Linked DNA regions of Ovis aries: region 2 is linked to region 1. The links are chromatin contacts, called in public Hi-C maps. All regions are on one chromosome and are shown on one strand. The core of a region is the stretch at or near the end of the contact, and the rest is flanking DNA. Distances in the headings are between cores, read along the strand shown.

Region 1 (5,863 bases), core at 362-2,861:
TCTGGCAGTTTCCTGAGTGCAGTTTTTTATCCTCCCTGAAGACAGATGCTCATCCAATTCTATTCCTGATGAGTGCTGTAAATTTACAAAACATGCTGTGTTTTATATATTAGTGTGAAATCTGAGGAGCTAAACATCAGAATTGGGGACTCAGGTGCCAACGAGTTCTGATCCCATTTCCAACTCATTGGTCATATTTTCTATCAAAATAAAACATCTTGGAGGTTTTGTGACTCCTTGGTGAAGTTCTGAGTTTTCCCTAAAAGTATGTGCACTCTAAGGAACAGGATTGCTCGGCTGTTGCCAAAAGTCTCGTTTTTTCCATATGGCCAGCCTCTCAACTCCAAATCCTGAACAGGGCTCGAAACAGACATCCAGGAGCTGGGCAATCAGTACAAGACTTGGAAGAAATGCTCAGACCACCAAGGCAGGGGTCCCCCGTTGCTCAGAAGCCCAGGCATCACTCTGAACCCCGCTGGTCTTTTTCATACTCCGGAACCCAGAGAGCAGCCCAGCACAGCTGCCAGGCAGGCCTGGAGCTCAGGTGCTGCCTATACAGCCTGGATCTTCCCTGCCTTCCCCAAGAGCCTGGCCCTTGCTGCCTCTGACCAGGGGTGGGGCAGGTGGAGATGGAGCCGCTTGGCTCCTAGAATAGCACTTCTGCCTCATGGCCAGGCTCCTGTCCTCCCATTGGCCTCTCCCAGCATTAACCCAAACTCCCAGCTCCCAGCTCAAGACTGCCTCCAGATTCTCTCACCCACACCGCCTTCCCCGGGCCCTAGGGCATCCAGAAATCCCCCATGACCCTGGTTCTCAAATGCAGCTCAGAATCACCTGGCTGGTTCTCAGAAATGGAGTTTCCAAAGGCCCACTCCTGACCTTTCTGGAGCTGGAGGTCTGCGTGGGGTCCACCTGCCTCCAATGGGGCCAGTTCCTCGAGTCCAGACAAGCTGACCCCACCCACCTGGCCCCCATCAAGGCAGACACAGCCTTAACCCTCTCCTCCAGCCCAGCCACCTCCCTCTCTGTTTTGACAGAGGAAGAAACTTAATAATTGCTTATTAGTGAAGTGAATAATTATTCAAAATTAATAATGTCTCTCTCTTCCCCTCTTAAATTTAAAACAACCCGTGCACATGTGCTAAGTCGCTTCAGTCAGGTCCGACTCTGTGATCTTATGGACTGCCGCCCGGCAGGCTCCTCTGTCCATGGGATTCTCCGGGCAAGAATACTGGAGTGGGTTTGCCATGACAGGAAAAGTCAGAGAGTGGAAAACCAAAATACCAGCTGTGCTACCTGTGAAACCTAGATTAGAGGAACCAGCTTCTGTGCCTGACCACTGTGGACTTGCTGAGTCCAGGCAGACTTGCCCAGCCGGATGCAGGTAGGATTTAAACTCAGGCACCCGCCTGAGGGGGCTGAGCCCTCGCCCTGCAAGAAAGGGGAGGGGGAGCGGAGCCCTCATCCTGCAGGCAGCAGAGCCCAGGAAAGCAAGAGAAAGCAAGCTCAGTGCCTGCAGGATGAGGAGCCTGAGGAGGAAACAAGCAGGTGCAGGGGAGCCCCCGGCGGCAGAGAAGAGAGTGGCGTGATGAGAAGCAGGCGAGCGAGGAGAGGAGCAGGCGGGAGGCCTGCAAGGGGGGAAGGCATGACCTACCAGCAGCGGGGCTGCAGAGGGTTTGACTCTCTCTCCCTGGGGTGTGGTCTCCAGGAGCAGGGTTGTTTTTACTCCTGCCATATCTTCAGAGTTACCTGGCACATAGTAGGTGCTTGGTATGGTCTGAATGCGTCTCTCCAGAAATCATATGTGGAAATCCTGCCTCCCAAAGGTATTTGGAGGTGGCCGTTTGGCAGGTGACCAAGTCATCAGGATGGAGTCCTCGTGGTGGGATTGCTACGTACTAAGTCACTTCAGTCGTGTCCGACTCTTCAAAACCCCATGGACTGTAGCCTGCCAGACCCCTCTATCCACGGGATTCTCCGGGCAAGAATACTGGAGTCTGTTCCCACGCCCTCCTCCAGGGCATCTTCCCAATCCGGGGATGGAACCCGCATCTCTTCCCACTAGCGCCACCTGCTGGGATTGGTGTCCTAATAAAGAGGCTTTAAGGGGCTCCCTCACCCTTGTCTCCTGTGAGGACAGTGAGAAACCCACCACCGGGAGTGGGCCTCACCTGGCCCTGACTGCAAGACTTGCAGCTTCCGGAACTGCGGGAAATGAACTTCGTTGTTCACAAGCCGCCCGGCGCCTGGCAATTTGTGACAGCAACCGACAGACTGAGGTGCGGGTCCGTAAGCACGGACGCGTGTGATTGTCTCCTGAAGATGACTGAGATGACTGCACGCGGAGCACTTGTGAGGTGCTGACCCCAGATCTCAGGTCCTGTGTGCGCGGTTAGTGGGGGGCGGGGGCAGCGTGGGCTGCGCAGGGGGACTGAGCGGGGGAGCTGGGGAGGCACTGGGTCACGAGAATGGGTCAGCTGTGAAGACAGGTCACAGTCTGAGAGTCAGGTGGTCTAAAGCGAGAAAGCAGGATGGACCCAGGAGGCGCCCGAGGGCAGAGCGAGCTGGGAGGGCGGCCGAGCTCTGTTCCCACGGAGACGAGGGCGATGGTCCCAGAAAGGAGGGGAGCCCGGCGCCCAGACCCCCTCCACGAAGGAGAGGCCGAGCAGCAGGCCCAGCACAGCAGCTGAGACCAGGAGCGACACAGGCCGTGACAGTTGGCGGGGGGCCCAGGGAGGGAGATGCCGGAGGCAGGGATGGGCTGGGGACCCCTGAGGCTGATGCTGGCAGGAAGGAGATGGGGAACTTGGTGCAGCCCGGACCTCAGGCCTCAGCTGGGACCAGATGCTTCAAGACATGCCAAGTTCTGGGCTGTATTTTCCTAAGGAGGAAGGTGAAAACCTCAGTGTGAAGTCCCCTCACTTTTTCCGCTTTTTGGGGAAGCCAAGGACAGGAACAAGGCATAATCCCTGTGTGCTGTCTCCTCTGGGCCCCCCGCCCTGCTCCCCCAGCACAGGCTGCCCGAGCCCCCTCCCTGGCAGCGGGCTGCTGCGCCAGCCCAGCAGGTGGGCTGTGGCTACGGGGATTGCAGGGCGGGAAGCAGATGTGGCCCCCGCAGTCCCCAGGCACAACTGGAGGCTGGCCGCTTGGGGAGGAGATTTGCATAATAAGGATAATTTGGTACCAAAGCTGTCCCCTGAAGTGAACTGCCTGGATCTCGGTGCAGTTAACAAATTTCACTTCTTCTTTCCCATGTTTTGTCAGACCAACTAGATGTGACGTTCAGTGTGTGAATTGTCCAAAGATACCTTCTTTCTCCCTGCATGATTCCGGCCTCCCTCCCTCTGCTCTGCCTGATCTGGGGCCTCCCGTGCCCAATCCCAGGGTCTCTGGCCCCCGAAGGCAGCACAGCAGTGCCCGCCCCACTCAAAGCCTTGCTCCCTCTCGGTGGGACCCCACGGTGGGACTCCAGGCCTCTGAGCACCTTGCCTCTGCTCCCCGCACCTGCCTCTGTGTCCCCGTCAGCTTCCTCCCTCCTGCTTCCTGTGGGCAAGGGCGGACCGAAGCCCCACAGTGAGGAGGGCATGTGGTCTTGGCCCTCGGCTTGATTCCCCTTTCAGGGCCCTCCTCCCACTGGGCACTACCCTTCAGAAAACCCGCGTGGCTCCCCTGCCCATACCCAGATCCCACTCCTTTAAGTATCACGATTCTTTGAAGCTGCCTTTATACCATCCTACAAGAAAACACTCATACGTGTTACTGTTAAAAAATAAAATAGGTGCAGTGCATTCTGGGGGGCTCCCCTGGTGCCTCAGTGGTAAAGAAACCGCCTGCACTGTAGGAGCTGCAGGTTCGATCCCTGGGTTGGGAAGGTCCCCTGGAGGAAGGCATGGCAACCCACCGTAGCATTCTTGCCTGGAGAATCCCATGGACAGGAGCCTGGCGGGCTACAGTCCACAGGGTCCAAAGAGTCAGACTCGACTTGGTGACTGAACAGCCATGTGCTTGAGGGTCTGTGCCAACCCCAGGAGCCCTGGAGTCAGGGAGCCTAGTCTGGGGTCCAAGTCCACCCCTTGCAGATGTCATCTGGTCTGATCAGGACCTGATTCTCCGCATCGCTCCAGGCTCCTTCTAACCTTCGGCAGCCTGGCACCTAGGCTTCTGCATATGATGAGCCCACAGGCCCTGGAATGCTCCCCAAGCTGTGCCAGCTGCTGAACTAGGCGTGTAACAAGGCTGAAACTTTGTTCTTTACTAATCTTTGGAGCTGTCTCAAAGCCAGATCTCCAGGCTTCCGAGCTGTCTAAGTCTGTCTCAGGCCTCACATGGTGCTCTGTTAAGTGGCTGCCTCCTCCATTGGACTATGAGGCAGAGGTCTTGCCTCATCATCCCCAAACTTTACTCCAAGATTGGGGTCAGGCCCCAGAGGGCACATGGCATATAGGACGGACACTTGTCCCCTGCTCCTTGGGGTCTGTGAAGTCTTATCCCACCAAGATGATGGCCTGGACCCCCCCAGCCCAGGGTTCTTCCTCCTGAATCCGCCTCCCATCTTTCCACATGCTTCAGGGCCAACATCATCTCCCCCAGAGAAAGACAGGAGACAATGGGACACAGGCCTCAGGCTCCCGAGGTCTCCAGGAGGGCCCTCTCCTGTGGGCCCTGGCAGGGGCCCGCATCCAGGGGGTAGGCTGGGCAGTCCTGGGGGACACAGTTGATGGGGAGGAGGAGGGTTGAGAGACTGGGTAGCCAGGCTCCACCCGGTCACAGCTAGTCTGAGCCAGAGGCAGAGAGAGAGGAGACAGGAACCTGTTTACAAAACAGTTAAAGCTGGAGAAAGCAGGACAAGTGGAAGACAGGGAAAACAAGCAAACAAAAGGGGTAAGAAGAGAAAATAGTAACAAGTGTGGTGGCTTCCAATCCAACTGCATCAATCTTCATTTTAAACATCATTGGTCTAAATACACCACTTGAAACGCAGACACTGTCAGAGTGGATCCACAGACAAGATTCAACTACACGTCGTCCATGAAGAAGTCACTTTAAATGTAAGACACGTGGGGCCTCCCCGGTAGCTCAGACTGTACAGAATCTGCCTGCAGTGCAGCAGACACAGGAAATGTCGGTTCGATCCGTGGGTCAGGAAGATTTCCTGGAGGAGGAAATGGCCACCCACTCCAATATTCTTGCCTGGGGAATTCCATGGACAGAGGAGCCTGACGGGCTACAGTCCATGGGGTTGCAAAGAGTGGGACACCACTCAGCGACCGGGCACATGTAGATTGAAGAGATGAAGGACACCCTTTGCTAACACCAGGCAGGAGAAAGCAGGAGTTGTCATAAGTTTAGACGCAGCAGCCTTCAGGGCCAGGGAGGCTGTCCAGGATAGAGGGGCTTTACCCGATGACAAAGGGGCCAGTTCTCCAGGAGAGCATAGCGATGCTTACCGTGCGTGTGCCTGACAGCAGAGCGCCCAACCATGCCTAGAGCCACAGGAGAGACAGACGAGCCCACTCACCGTTGGACACGCCAGCCCCTTCCATCAGAGACAGATCCCGCAGACAGAAACCCAGGCAGGACAGACGTGAGTGGGAAGGCAGAAGGAGGCGTTTGGGTGAAGAAAGTTGGCCCGGGAAAATCTGGGCCAGAGGGACGGTGAGCACCAGCCCACCAGAGGCCTGAACCTGGAAACACGTCTGGGCACGGCCATGCCGTTAACAGACTTTATGTTTCTGGGCTCCAAAGTCACTGCAGATGGTGATGGCAGCCGTGAAATTAAAAGACGCTTGCTCCTTGGAAGAAAGGCTATGACAAACCTAGAGGGCATATTAAAAAACAGAGACATTACTTTGCCGACAAAGGT
Region 2 (6,031 bases), core at 1,396-3,895, 250 kb before region 1:
GAGATGCATGCAACGTGATGTCATCTGCATGAGGTCCAAAACCCAGAACACAGAATCGCACTTTGTGCCCAATAGAGTACCATCCTGCTCGAAAGCAAAGATGACTCTTCCTTGGTTTTCTCACCTTAAACTTTCCTAAAGGGAAACGTCTTTATGAGATCATCTTTAAGGATTTCCTCATAACCCATGACACTTAGGCCACGAACACTGCCTGCCCCCGCCCTTTCAGTGGAAGCTGCATTTCAGACAGAGTCAAGGCTACAGACTCTTGGGTTCAGTGGTTGGAATCACCAGTTTTCCCGAAAGATGAATGCTTTCAAATATTCCTTATTCGTTGATTTTGTATTCTGGGCACCAAATCATTTGACATGCCCTGTATATTGGTGGTGATTATGCTAATAGTTTTAAAATTAACTTTTAAAATTCTAGAACCGAATCTGATCGTTATAGAAAAAAGTACAGAAAAAATTAACAGTAATAAAAATGAACTGTCGCATAAAAACATAGCTGTTATGAAGATTTCGGCATATTTCCGTCCGTCATCTGCATCCTCCGTCTTCCTTGTGTTTATACAGCTGTGATCATGCTGCAAATGCGATTTTTACTGCATTCACTTCATCGCATCATCTTGGGCACATGTATTATGAACTCATCATAATATTTTATTTGTGTAGATCGTAATTTTTTTATTTTTATAGATGTACTGTCTTTGACTTTCAGGGGGCTTCCCTGGTAGCTCAGCCAGTGAAGAATCTGCCTGCAGTGCTGGAGACTCCAATTTGATTCCTGAGTCAGGAAGATCCCCTTGAAAAGGGATAGGCTACCCTCTCCAGTATTCTTGGGCTTCGCTAGTGGTTCAGATGGTAAAGAATCCTCCTGCAATGTGGGAGACCTCGGTTCGATCCCTGGGTTGGGAAGATCCCCAGGAGGAGGGCATGGCAACCCACTCCAGTATTCTCGCCTGGACAATCCCAAAGGACATAGGCGCTTTACAGGCTATAGTCCATGGGGTCTCAAAGAGTCGGACATGACTGAGCAACTAAGCACAGCCCACGCAGCACTGTCATTGACTAGCGCATTTAGGTTACATATGTAAATGTTTTCTGTAAACATTTCTGTAAACATAGTAAAAACTATGATAAATAATGTTGTCAAATACTTTTTAAGTGAATCTTTTTCCTAACTTGGAGTTATTTACTAAAGGGAGACTTCTTGCAATGGACTATGAGGTCAAAATATATAAACATATTTGCAGTGGAACCAAAGTTTACGCCCAGTGTGTGTGCTCACACCTTAGTGCTAGCATTTAAGCTCACCAGATAGCACCTTCTTTTCCTTCCAAATGTGTTTGTTATAAAAATAATTCAATTATATCTGTAAAAAGTAAAATTAGCTCTTTCTTTCATTCTCAGTCTCAGTATTGAAAGTCGATGCATACTTTAGACTTTGCTGGGAGGCCTGCATGAATGTCTGTGTGTAGGCTGCTACACACCGTTGTGTGTGCAGGTGGGGAGGTGTGGGGAGGAGTAAGCCTGACAGGTGCAGTGGACACGTTCCTCAGCAGTGGGCAGGGCTGTGGAAATCCTTTTTAATGGCTGTGTGGTGCTCCATTGCAAGGTATAGTTTACGTGGACCGAGTAGTTACTGAGATTTTTTCTGTTGTTAAAAAGCACAGCAACAAACCACCTCCACATTATCTTTGCACAGTCATGCGTATGTTTCTTTTAGAACAAATCCCTGAAAGCAGGATGCTTGCATGAGTTTTGCATTAAGATATTTTTTGATTGGGTAAGCAGGACCTATTTTTAAAGGATATTCAGAGTTAAGGAATTCAAGACAGTAATTCAGTCTCCACTGAAGTTCCTAACTTCAAACTTGAGCCTCCTTTGGGAACTAGAATCCATAGTATCCACTAGATTCAACAGGAGTTCTGGAAGTTCAGGGAACTGAGTAGGAAGTAAAAAAAAAAAAAAAGATACAAAGTCACTCCTCACTTATAATCTGTGTCAAGCAAGCAAGGGAAACATAAGGAACCCCCAATTTTTTCCAAATCTGTTCTTTATCTTTCTCCTGAATACTAGAGCCATATTCTTCGCAAGAGCATAATGAACAGGGTGGAAGAGATTTTTTCTGTTAGTACCTATCTTGTGGTTCCACGTGGTTTCAAAACAGCAGATCTGTGCCATCAGAATCCCAAAGCTTCGGACTTTGCCCTCTGCTAAGAAAAGGGAATGCGCTTTCTTCTGAAAGGGACCACACGGGCTCTGGCGTGTGTGCATCTCGGCTGGCCCAGCCCCTCCCTTGTCTCACCAAGGAGGACAGGAGGGGGCACACCCAGGTGACAAAGCAGAGCCCGCGCCCTCTGACCCACACCCAACCCCACCACACCCGGTGCTTTCCAGACCACCGTTTCCCAAGCCAGCTTGGTGCTTCCACCATGCTGCCTTCCACTCAACCTTGATCTTTTATTTCAGGACTTCACCCAGTTTCACATTCGCTGTGCCTTGACCTCAGGCATCTCTCTGATGAAGCATTTGCAAATGATACGTAACTGTCCAAAGTGATCCCAAGGCGGCCATGGGCCAAGTCCTGAGCCGGCAGAGGGGACCGCCCTGCCCTCCTGGGTGTGCTGCACCTTTAACAAAATCTTAACCACAGCCCGGCTTCAGGCCAGGCTATGAATAGCAGTTCCTTACATTGGCCCACACTTCTGCCTTTCAGAGAACTTTCACATCGACTCTCTCATTTGTTTTTCAAAGTAGTGTGATGAGGCCAAAGGTGGGGGAACAGGCTCTCTCCCCACTTTACAGATGAGGAGGCTGAGGCAGAGTAAATGATTAAAGAGCCCCAGACACTCATTTTGTGAGCAGTTAAGAGAACAGAGCTCCCACTCCCCTGGGCCACCTGCGGCCAGTGAATGCTTCCTGGGGCCCCAGCCCTGCTCTGAGCGGAGCTGTTGGCTCATTTCTGTGTCCCCTTTTGGATGGAAGAGGTAAAGTTTCCCTGAGAACAGAGGGAGAAAAGCATGTCCTGTAGAGCACGATGATGCTAAGAGTGAAACTAATTCCTGAGCAGATCCTGGGGCCACAGTATCTCATTATATTCAGGGACGCACAGCCCAGTGACCAGAAGCACGCTGGTGCTATTTGGACTTCTCAGCTGCTCCCTCAGCCTTCCCTCCCCTTTCCCCACCTTCCCAGGTCTGCTTCCTACTCTTGCACTAGGCCAACACTTTGCCCAGGTACCCTGGCCCCACATTCCCTGCAAGGGACCTGTGAATGTCCTCACCCCGTCTTGGGCAGAGGTGGTCCCCAAAGACCCATCCAGGGTCACAGGGCAGGGGTGCCACCCTGGAGGCAGATGGCAGCCCCCAGCACACTCAGCACAAGCATCTGGCTACATCCCTCTCTGATGCCCTGCTCCTAGTTTGCATCAGTCATCTTTGCCCCACTTAGGTTCTGTGAACCTCTAGTTGTGCATTTACAGAATTTCCTCCTTACTGTGAAAGCGATCAGGAGCCTAGCCTGTTTGAGTCCTGACATAGCATGCTGCTGCTGCTGCCAAGTCACTTCAGTCGTGTCCGACTCTGTGCGACCCCAGAGACGGCAGCCCACCAGGCTCCCCCATCCCTGGGATTCTCCAGGCAAGAACACTGGAGTGGGTTGCCATTTCTTTCTCCAATGCATGAAGATGAAAAGGGAAAGTGAAGTCGCTCAGTCGTGTCCAACTCTTCGCGACCCCATGGACTGCAGCCTATGAGGCTCCTCCATCCATGGGATCTTCCAGGCAAGAGTACTGGAGTGGAATGCTGCTGCCTTCTCCGCCTGACATAGCATAGCTCTTGGTAAACAAGGGTCCAGGTGACTTGAACTTGCACTACCCTTAACACAGAACAGATGCCGCTCAGCTGGGAGCCTGGGTTTCAGGGCCTTCCGGGGCCACTTGGTTCCACCACCTGCCAGCCTTGTTGTCTCTGGGCACATGGCTTAGACTTGTTCTCAAGCCTCAGTGCCCACATCTCTACCATGGCATGGTCCCAGGACCAAGGACATGGAGTGTTGTGAGATTAAATAAAGCAGCCCACGTAAGTGTCACAAAGGGTATGGGCTCCTGAGGATTAGTCGGGTCTGTGTTACAGAGAGCCTGTTCATGCTGGAATTCTCATCCACGTATGCATGACTTACAATCTACGCATAACATGGTTTTCTCCATATTTGCCTTATTTTTCTATTTGTCTTTTAATTATATGCCATCTGGGCCCCTTTTTTTTCTAACTGATTTACTAAAGTTCCTTATATTTTTCAAGTTATTTAATTTCTATTTTATTATGCTTTGTTGAGAAAAACCAATTAGTTATAAACTTAGGCAGTAATTTACTCAGTTACCTATAGCGGACCAACCCTAGGCTTATTTTGGGAATCGGGTGCCAAAGAAGGTGTTCAGAAGACTAGCAACTATGGAGCAAAGACAGACATGAAGACTGCTTATTTTTAAATGGGTTCCTGCTTCCCTTAGCTTCCTTAAGTGAGGGAATGGGTCTGATCTTGCAGCTGACTTGGAAGTTCTCTCGGAGCTTGTACTTTTCAGTGTCTTTCATCTGAAAAACCTTATCCCCATCAGCCATGGGTCTATAGAGCGTCCCCCAGAATCTGCTCTCCTCTAGTCTTGTTGCTTAAGATGGAAAAAAGTTCCCCTTTGTTGTCCCTGAAAAAGGGTTAAATGGAATAGATTCTAGAAGCAGCGTGGGTGAGGACTTTCGTTTTCAAATATGTGGCAGTTTATTATGCAACTGCATTCATTTCTCAAGCCCAAGCAGCTTATCATTAATTCAGTCCTCTAGTTCATGTTTGTTATTTTTAGATATGATGTAATATAATATCATTATTATAACATGACGTAGAATACTATTTAACATCAATAACCTATCTGCCACAGGTCAAGCACCAATAGTTGGATGGTGTTTTAGATCCAGCCCTTGCCGAGCTTCCATCTTGGCTTCTTACTGCTCTGATGGAAGGCTGTGACCTTAGAGGCATCTTCATTCTGCAGGTGTTTTAGAGGCAGTGGAAAAAAACTCTCACTCAGAGGAAGGGGGTTTCCTTCGTAACATGCATGGAACCTTTGATGAATTCGGGGAGAGATATAACATATGAATGACTTTGCCCCACTTTTTGCTCCCACTCTGACATACAGCTGCAATTCTAGGAGAAGATTCCAAGAAATCCTGAAGGGTCCTGCCTAGAAATTGGCAGGAGTGGTTCATTCACCCAGGTCCCACCAACAAACCTGAAACCTAAAACACAGATTCCTAACTTGACTGCCCATGAGAGTTATCTGGAGAGAGAAAGAAAAAAAAACAATTTCCAGCTCACAGCACTTACCAATTAAATTAGCATGTCTGGTGGGTGGGAGTCAGGCGTTGGTACCTTTGAAAAATCCCCGAGTTGTCAGGCGCAGCCGCGTCGGGAAACCACTGTCTCTACCTCTCTCCAGCTGCCTGTCCCAGATCAACTGCATTCTTCACTGCCAGGCTGCTATTTCATCCACTTCTTATTTCTTTGAAATCTTGTACTATGACTACAATTAGCTGAGCACCTACTAAGTGCTAAAGACTTGCCAGCTGCTTTTACCTTCACTGAATCCCTCTGACCCCAGGGGCCCTGGGAGGCCACGTGCACTCTTGACTGCAGCCGCCCAGGGCTTTCCCCGCTTAATCTCACAGCTGGTGGAGGGGTGGAGGCAGGCCCAGCTCCCAGCCTCACCGTATCCATTAACTTGCACCGCTCATTCTGCTGTGGCCCTTGATGTGCTTGCCCTTCACTTTCTCTGCATTGGGTCCCCTATTTTATTGTCTGAGAGGAGGCTAGTCACAGACCGATGTGCTTGGAAGAGACACAGAAGGTTTACCTGGCACAGGCCCTGCCCTATATGTCCTGTCCTCTCGTGTGCTAATGCCATCACAGAGTCCGTGCCCGGAAGGATCCCAGAGGACCTGCCCACGGACACAGGTAGACTCTGGCCTCCCTCTCGA

Evidence for each region. A called contact is a pair of places that touch in the nucleus more often than the background predicts.
Region 2: a Hi-C map of blood shows a contact between it and region 1, with 2.3 times the contacts expected there. The contact joins two enhancer-like sites. A contact is called at or near these places in 8 of 16 Hi-C or Micro-C datasets (blood, hypothalamus, liver and 3 more).

What each region holds. Positions count from the first base shown.
Region 1 is chr4:6,280,244-6,286,106 of ARS-UI_Ramb_v3.0, reverse strand. The region is part of intron 9 of IKZF1 (IKAROS family zinc finger 1); the gene reads left to right. Among named protein-coding and RNA genes, the nearest start is that of FIGNL1, 46 kb to the right of the region's middle. Within about 2 kb of position 1,611, at least 2 of the 54 cell types and tissues checked have an H3K27ac peak or open chromatin away from gene starts, as enhancers often do.
Region 2 is chr4:6,527,960-6,533,990 of ARS-UI_Ramb_v3.0, reverse strand. The region is part of intron 7 of SPMIP7 (sperm microtubule inner protein 7); the gene reads left to right. Among named protein-coding and RNA genes, the nearest start is that of SPMIP7, 58 kb to the left of the region's middle. Within about 2 kb of position 2,645, at least 7 of the 54 cell types and tissues checked have an H3K27ac peak or open chromatin away from gene starts, as enhancers often do.